Linked DNA regions of Sus scrofa: region 2 is linked to region 1. Evidence: chromatin contacts called from public HiChIP or PLAC-seq data. All regions are on one chromosome and are shown on one strand. The core of a region is the stretch at or near the end of the contact, and the rest is flanking DNA. Distances in the headings are between cores, read along the strand shown.

What was found. HiChIP or PLAC-seq counts read pairs in DNA pulled down with a chosen protein or histone mark.
Region 2: a contact with region 1 is called in an H3K27ac HiChIP or PLAC-seq map of alveolar macrophages. The contact joins two enhancer-like sites. A contact is called at or near these places in 3 of 47 Hi-C or Micro-C datasets (blood, embryonic fibroblasts and fetal liver) and 1 of 2 datasets of contacts at active chromatin or transcription factors (alveolar macrophages).

What each region holds. Positions count from the first base shown.
Region 1 is chr15:126,547,884-126,551,711 of Sscrofa11.1, reverse strand. It overlaps DOCK10 (dedicator of cytokinesis protein 10), which reads left to right. Exons shown (of 56, transcript XM_021074807.1): 5 at 2,554-2,626; 6 at 2,891-3,013; 7 at 3,274-3,408. Among named protein-coding and RNA genes, the nearest start is that of DOCK10, 160 kb to the left of the region's middle. Within about 2 kb of position 2,106, at least 7 of the 83 cell types and tissues checked have an H3K27ac peak or open chromatin away from gene starts, as enhancers often do. A contact at or near this core is called in alveolar macrophages, where this site is marked.
Region 2 is chr15:126,683,686-126,687,513 of Sscrofa11.1, reverse strand. The region is part of intron 1 of DOCK10 (dedicator of cytokinesis protein 10); the gene reads left to right. Among named protein-coding and RNA genes, the nearest start is that of DOCK10, 26 kb to the left of the region's middle. Within about 2 kb of position 1,618, at least 2 of the 83 cell types and tissues checked have an H3K27ac peak or open chromatin away from gene starts, as enhancers often do. A contact at or near this core is called in alveolar macrophages, where this site is marked.

The DNA.
Region 1 (3,828 bases), core at 857-3,356:
CTTCAAGTAATTGCTCTTAACTCAGCCCTTTGAACCTGCCTCTGAATCTCTGGCAACATGTCTGCTTTCACAGAAGCAGGGGGAGCAGGAAGAGTTGTGTTTATTAAGGGCTTGATTTTGCCCATCAAATGAAAAGGTCAAAGGAACTGTTTCCAGTTCAAAGAATGTCAAGGCATCATTAAGGTGAAGAGAAATGTTTTGGTGGAGTAAGAAGAATTTCCCAGTGGTCCTGAAATAACAGTGTGGGCTCCACCTTCATCTGCCTTCACATAAGGTTGACCCTAACCAAAAGATGCAGAGCAGGTTCTCATCAGTGGCAGTTGGCTCAAATAAATTGGAGTATCTCTAATGGTCTGCAAGAAAGAGAAAGAACTACAAGTACACCAAGATCCTTTGGAAAAGAAAATTGGCTGCGATCTTACTTAACATGCTTATTAAAGATGGTTGGGGTTAGTGCGCCCTAAATACAGGAAGTAGCATTTCAGAGATAAGGCTTCTGACCCCTATCTCTTGTACTACCTATTTATGTGAGTAACTGTTATGGACTTTATTTTCTTCTCAGCAAATAGCAAGACTTGGGAGTTTCCACTGTGGCCCAGTGGGTTAAGAACCTGACTGCAGCAGCTCGGGTCACTGCGGAAGTGAGGGTTCAGTCCCTTGCCCAGAGCAGTGTGTTAAAAGGATTCAGCATTGCCACAGCTGTGGCATAGGCGGTGGCTGTGTTTCAGAGTCAATCACTGGCCCAGGAACTTCCATAAGTCGTGGGCATGGCCATAAAACTTTTTAAAAAAGCAATATTCGACTAGATGTGGAAACCCAGTATTTGTGTACAAATGTTTAATTATATCCATGTATAATTTAATAAAAAGCAGTGTGCCACTTACGTAGTGCATATGTAGACTTCAGTACAAACTTTCTGCTCTCTTGGTATATATTTTTGAATTTCTTTGAATTTGCAAGTAAGTCATGGATGAGGAAGGTTGTATTATATATTCATGTTTTCAAGATCTGGATTAATGCAGAGTCAGCTTGGGAATAAAAATGATCTGGAGAGGGACAGTGGTGATGGTTATACAGTGTAAGTGTACTTAATGCTATTAAATTGTGCACTTAAAAATAGTTAAAATAATCATTCTACTGTTATGTATATTTTTACCACAATAGAAAAAAATAGTTTTATCAGGTATGGAAAATGTGGTTCTGATCTCGGGCTTTCCACAGTTTACTATGACAGTGGGCTTTTTTTTTTTAGGGCCACATTGTGCTTTATGGAAGTTCCCAGGCTCAGGGTCTAATCAGAGCTGCAACTGCCAGCCTACACCACAGCCACAGCAATGCAGGATCCGAGCAGCCTCTGTGACCTACACCACAGATCACAGCAATGCTGGATCCTTAACCCACTGACCAAGGCCAGGGATTGAAGTCGCATCCTCAGGGATACTAACCTGGTTCGTTACCACTGAGCCACGGGAACTTCCGACAGTGTTCTTTTTGAGCTAGCAACGTTCCCTGCTATGAACTGGGAAGGAGCATTTTCCTGTTTTTCACAAGGAGGGTAAAGAATATTTTAAACCCATTTGAATTCACTGAATGTCTACCTGAATGCGTGGCTTGGCGATTTTATGCGTACCTTAGTATAACGAGTCCTTGATCATTCACCCTTCTGTCTGGAAGACCATCAACATAGCGAACCATTCGTAATGGGAATACTGGGTGTGCCTTGGGGCTTCTTTTTCTCAAGAGTAAGATTCCGAGGTTGCTTCTACATGATGTAAATCATTTGAAAGAAGACAAATATCCCATGCAAATTCTCCTAGCTACAAAATGTAGGATTTTCCAACCAGGTATAAAGGAATGCCAAAATTTCGGATGATGTTGTCTGGTGTCCATTCAACCATGTGTTATGAGATAGAATCAAGGGGAGGAAAGTCTGCTTCCATCTTATTTTACCATTCGTGGAGCCACGTGCACGCTCTTGCTCCTCTAAGCTGGTCAGTGATGCTTTGACATAGAGGCCTTTCTCTGCTACCATGGGAATGCCCAGAGTGAATTGCCATTAAGTCATGTTGGTACAGACTTTGGGGAGAGGCCAAGGTTAGGGGGGCAGCGCAGCCTAGTGGCTGGAGTGCAGCTTGGTTCTCAGGAACACGGTTCTTCAAATGGCCAGCCTGTACCCTTGGGCATGTCATATAATAGCAAAGAAAAAAAAAAAAAAAGGATAACACAACTTTGTTGATATTCCACTTCAAAATGTGGAGGAAGGACAACTTAAATCACCAAACCTTTAAAATGATGCCACTTGCTTTTGTCTAATTAAAAAGGGTATGTGTAACTCTGTACGAATATGATTTAAAATGAAGATGTATTTACTGGAGGTAAGATAGAATGGTATGGGGGAAAGGTAATACTTCCAAAGGCAATGGGACCCTCATGAGATTACATTATTTTATGCAAACATGTAAGAAAGCCACCACAGTCGCTGTTACCCAGGGAACCGCTGAAAGCAGTGTGTCAAATGACAAATCAGAATCTTTTTTTTTTTTTTAATATCAGAGCAGAATACAAACCAGAGAAACTTCCTTCACATTCCTTTGAGGTTGACCATGAAGATGCTGATAAAGATGAAGTAAGTAAAAGTGAAATGTTTCAAACATAAGGAAAATGTGCTCTGCCTCTCATGAGCATGTTTCAGATTCTGACCAGTTTTTCATACAGCTGCAATAGCTGTTGGTGTGAGGGCTTTTAGGCAGCATGAATCATGTTTGTTTTGAAAGGGAACATGATTATTTAAGATGAATCAAAGAGAGGAGGAGTCTCGGTTTTAAGCACAGGGTCTAAGAGCTGGGATTCACAAAAGAATGCTGTGATGTTAATGATGCCTTTTGCACAGGATACCACCTCCCACTCGTCTTCCAAGGGCGGTGGGGGAGCGGGAGGAACTGGAGTTTTCAAGTCTGGCTGGCTGTACAAGGGGAATTTTAACAGCACCGTGAATAATACCGTTACTGTTCGGGTAAGGAGACATCAAGATCCATCTGTTTCTGCCACCTTTCTTTCACCCGCCCCCTCACCCCACCCCACCCCTGCTTAGGTCGCAGAACTGAGGGCAGCTGTTTGTATTGAGTTTGTGTTTCATGTCATATTTTATTTATAAGAGAGAGGAATGCTCTTCTCTAGACCAATACCCTAGAAATGTAGCACTCTTGAAGCAATTAGAAAAATGCTAACTTCCATGAATTTGAACTACCTCCTTTTATTTTTTCCTTTATTTAGTCATTCAAAAAGCGCTTCTTCCAGCTGACTCAGTTGCCAGATAACTCCTACATCATGAATTTTTACAAAGATGAAAAAATATCCAAAGAACCCAAAGGCTGCATCTTTTTGGATTCTTGTACAGGTGTGGTACAGGTGAGTAGAAATCTCCTCTCCCCTGAGGTTTTTTTTTTTTTTTTAATGTGTTCATCCAATCATCATCCATTTATTCTAAAAGTGGCTTATGGAGTGTCTGACAATGAGCCAAGGACTCTTCTGGACTCAAAGGATTTAGTGGAGACCAAGGCTACCTAAATACTTGCTTTGACAAAATTTACCTCAATGAATTAAGGAAAACAGAAAATCAGCAAAGAAAGAGACAACATGGAATAATTGGTGCAATCTGGAATAAAGAAAATAAACAGGGTTACAAAAGGGAGAGAAACAAATGGTGAGGTTGGAAAGGAATGTCAGTGCTCTAGACATGAGAAGAACATTTTTTGAAGAGAAAATATTTGATCTAGAGACTAAAGATGAGCAAGGGCAGCACGTGCAAAGGTCCTGAGGCAAGAGCAG
Region 2 (3,828 bases), core at 369-2,868, 140 kb before region 1:
AATATAAACAGTCTATTTCTGTGTCACATTTGCATTCCATCACATTTATGGAGGTGTCTTCACTCAGGTTGTAAGAGGAGTGCGTATGTGTCTGAAACACAAGATTCGTGGGAATCTAAACAAATCCCGTTTTCTTTAACAGGAGGCAGTGCTTTAGTGTATCTTAGAAATTAGATTGCTGAAGATGGAGATTGTCCTAAGTGACAGCAAGTGTTGTTTCATTTATCTCATGTTGAGATGCTTGCAACACGTTTTTAGGAAGTTACATCATCTTACAATTGCCATCAAGCTGACAAATTGTCCCTTGGAATCTTAAAATAGCTACCTCTACTCAGAGGAGAGAAACCCTGCAGAATGCATTACAGCCATCAGTGTCACTGTTGTTCATACAAATATTATAATAAAGTCTGATTTTTTGGAGAACAATCATAATAAAACAAAGTAGAAGGGAAAGTTGCCTTTAAAATATTATATGTTGCTGAGTTACATTGTTTGGCAGAAAATAGAGCCTTTGTTTTCTGATTAGCTCATGATTTTTCTCCTGCTTTGCCAATATGTTCACCATATTTTATCCTGGTCTTTGCTGTGACTCATCTGTTCCACTCGATAGAATATATTGACCACAGATGAACATAAATGTATGTCTTATTCTCAACAAAATGTCAAGGACATACAATTAGAATTGTTATGGCTCCTCTTTTTAAAATGTTACATACTTGATATCGATTGCTAGACTATTCACTTATGAATCATGGCTAATGTGAGTATTATAGGAAAGCAAAATCACATTACATTGTTGGCAGTTTCAAATTATGAAAAGACATAGAGGTAAGTGCTGTGTCTGCCTAGACACATAGTTGGTTTTATGTTGCGTCTGTATTTCTGACGAAGCTAGATTCATAAGGAATTAAGGCACAAGAACACCATATGGAAAGCAGATTCACTTGTAATGGACACCCGTGTCTTCGGGGCTTCGGCTTGTTGGTTTAGCTTTGTCAATTGGTCACATTGGCTTATTGAAAGCATGGGAACTTAACCTAAATGATACTCAGATTTTGGCTGCTGGTCCTTAGCTTAATGATCGTGAAATCAGCAGACCATGCTTTGCAGAATAAAAACCAAACATGAAAAACTTCCAATCTTTTTGTCTGTCGCATTCCAGCCCAATACCAAAGCCAGGGCTCGGGGCTGTGTTTGCTAAGGAGCTCCCAACGATGAGAGGATAAACCGTCTGTGGCAGAATGGGAGATTTGGTGGCCGAGAAACGTGGTGCAGGCCACTGTGTTGGATAGAAAATAATAGGCATTGAACAGCTGGAGCCACATGGAAGCCAGGAGGGGAGTAGATGCCAGGAGTGGCAGGAATGGGTTTAAAGAAGAAAACCAGGCAGGAGCCTGGAACACTGAAGTGGGGTTGGCTTGAGGGTTTGTATCTGAGCCAGGAAAAAAAAAAAAAAAAAAATTAAACCCGGCTCTCTGGAGCTTTAAAGTTGCCAACCCCCAAATTCACAGTTGTCTTCTTTTTAGTTAACCATGAGACTCTGCTTCAGATCTTGGAAACCCAGAGCCCGAATTAGTTGGCCAGTGTGGTATTTCTCCATATCTGTTCAGGAAACTACCCCATCATGTGGTTCGGGGGACAGCCTTTACTCACTCGAAATCCCACACGTAATAAATAGCAGGGTCCTAGGGATATGAGGGCTGCAGCACAGGCAGAGAACCCCCTCTTCTTTTCCTGCTCCTTCTCCTCCTCCTCCTCCCCCTTCCTCCTCTCTCCTTCCCCTCCTTCTTCTTCTTCTGCCGCACCTGCAACATATGAAAGTTCCCAGGCCAGGAATTGAATCCAAGCCTTGTCTGTGGCAACACCAGATCCTTTAACCCACTGCACAGACCAGGGATGGAACCCGTACCTCAGCCTTGACCTACCCCCCTGCAGTGGGATTCTTAACCCACTGAGCCACAGTGGCAACTCCCACAGGCAGCCAATGAACAAAATATTAGAGGATTGGTGTCCACTGTGGCTCAACTCATAAGCTGTTTTCTCTCTTACATCATCACGGAAGTGTTTCAACAATTTAAAAGGAAAGGTATAGGGAAGGGATAGCCACTCAAAACCAGATTGTTGCTAATTGATAACAGAGCTTTGCATACATACACATGGCAGCTTGGAAAGGTCTGGAACTTCCCCCACTTTGGCGACGGCTTAATCCCCTTCTGTGAAACCAGCGGAATGCTCTGTCCTAGGGAGAGAACGATGGTTAAGACAGGATGCACGTTGCTCATTTTGCTCAGCTCCCTGATTCAGTCCTGCAAGGAATGGCAGCTCGCTCCACATGGATTCCTGGGCCAGGGTTTCTCCCTTCCACCTGTTCAGAAGCAGAGATGAGCAGTTCAGTCCCCACGCTTGCTATGACACCCAAAAGAGAAGAGAGGAAACTAAATCTTTTGTTAAAAATAATGCTTCTATGTGGTCTTTTTGTCTTTCAGGGCCGCACCTGCGGCATATGGAATTTCCCAGGCTAGGGGTCCAGTCGGAACCCTACTGGCCTACGCCAGAGCCACAGCAACACAGGATCTGAGCTGCATCTGTGATCTACACCACAGCTCATGGCAACACTGGATCTTTAACCCACTGATCGAGGCCAGGGATTGAACCCGCATCCTCATGGATGCTAGTCAGGTTCGCTAACCACTGAGCCATGATGAGAACTCCTAAGCTTCTATTTCTTTCATCAGCATCTTAATAGTTTTCAGAGTACAGTTCTTTTGTCTTTTTAGGTAATTTTATTCCTATTTATTTTATTCTTTTTGTTGTGATGGTAAATGGGAAAGTTTCCCTAATTTCTCTTCCTGATCTTTCATTGTTAGTATGTAGAAATGCAGTGGATTTCTGTTGTATTAATTTTGTCTTCCTGCAACTTTACCAAATTCATTGATGAGCTCTAACAATTTTCTGCTAGTTAAAAAAAAAAATGCTTCCTCAGGCACTGTATTTTCCTTTGAAAGTGTTTGAATACTGCACGTAAAAAGCAAGTTATTACATTGGTACAATATTCCTGAAAGCTTACTTTCTGTTGTAGAAAATCCAGTCAAACATGAGATGTAGGGCAGCTCTAACCTAGAGGCCTCCCCGCTGTGAATAGAGAATGCGTGTTATTCCAGCAGAGTAGCTGACCTGGAGAGGCAGCCCATGGGGCTGGCAACCAGACCAGGGCCTCTGTTCTCTGTTGGCCAGAATAAGGAAGAACAGATGCAATTATAAATAGAATTATAGCCCAAACCAGAATTCCTTGGATAACCCAGTCAACACAAGGTTTTGTTTGATTCAATTTTCTAGATGATTTCATCAATGATTAACCTAACTTTGTTAGTGGAGATCTGAAAGGAGAGCCAGCTTCAACATAGTCAGCAAGGCCAGCATTTCCTTTTGGCTTCTTTTTTTTTTTTTCCTTGAGTGGTAGACATTGCTCCAGTTATTGGCTTCTTTGGCTAGACAGAGCTATCTACATTTTTTTTTTTTTTTTTTCTGACAAAGCAGAAAAAGATTCCCTAAGAGACTGTTTAGAAATCTAAAAGAAAATGGATAAGCTGGAGACATACTCATGCTGAATAATGATTTTAGATGTTTTGCCCCAATGGCATACAAGGTCAAATCCGTCTCTGTCTCTGTTTCTCTCTCCCTGTTTCACTACAGTATTTTTTTTTATTACCCAAATGAATTTATCACATCTACTACAGTATCATTTTATTTCTGTTTCTTTCCATGTATCTTGTGACACTTGGCATGAACATGAGATTTCTTCCTTTGGTGGAGTTGTCTTCAAAAAAT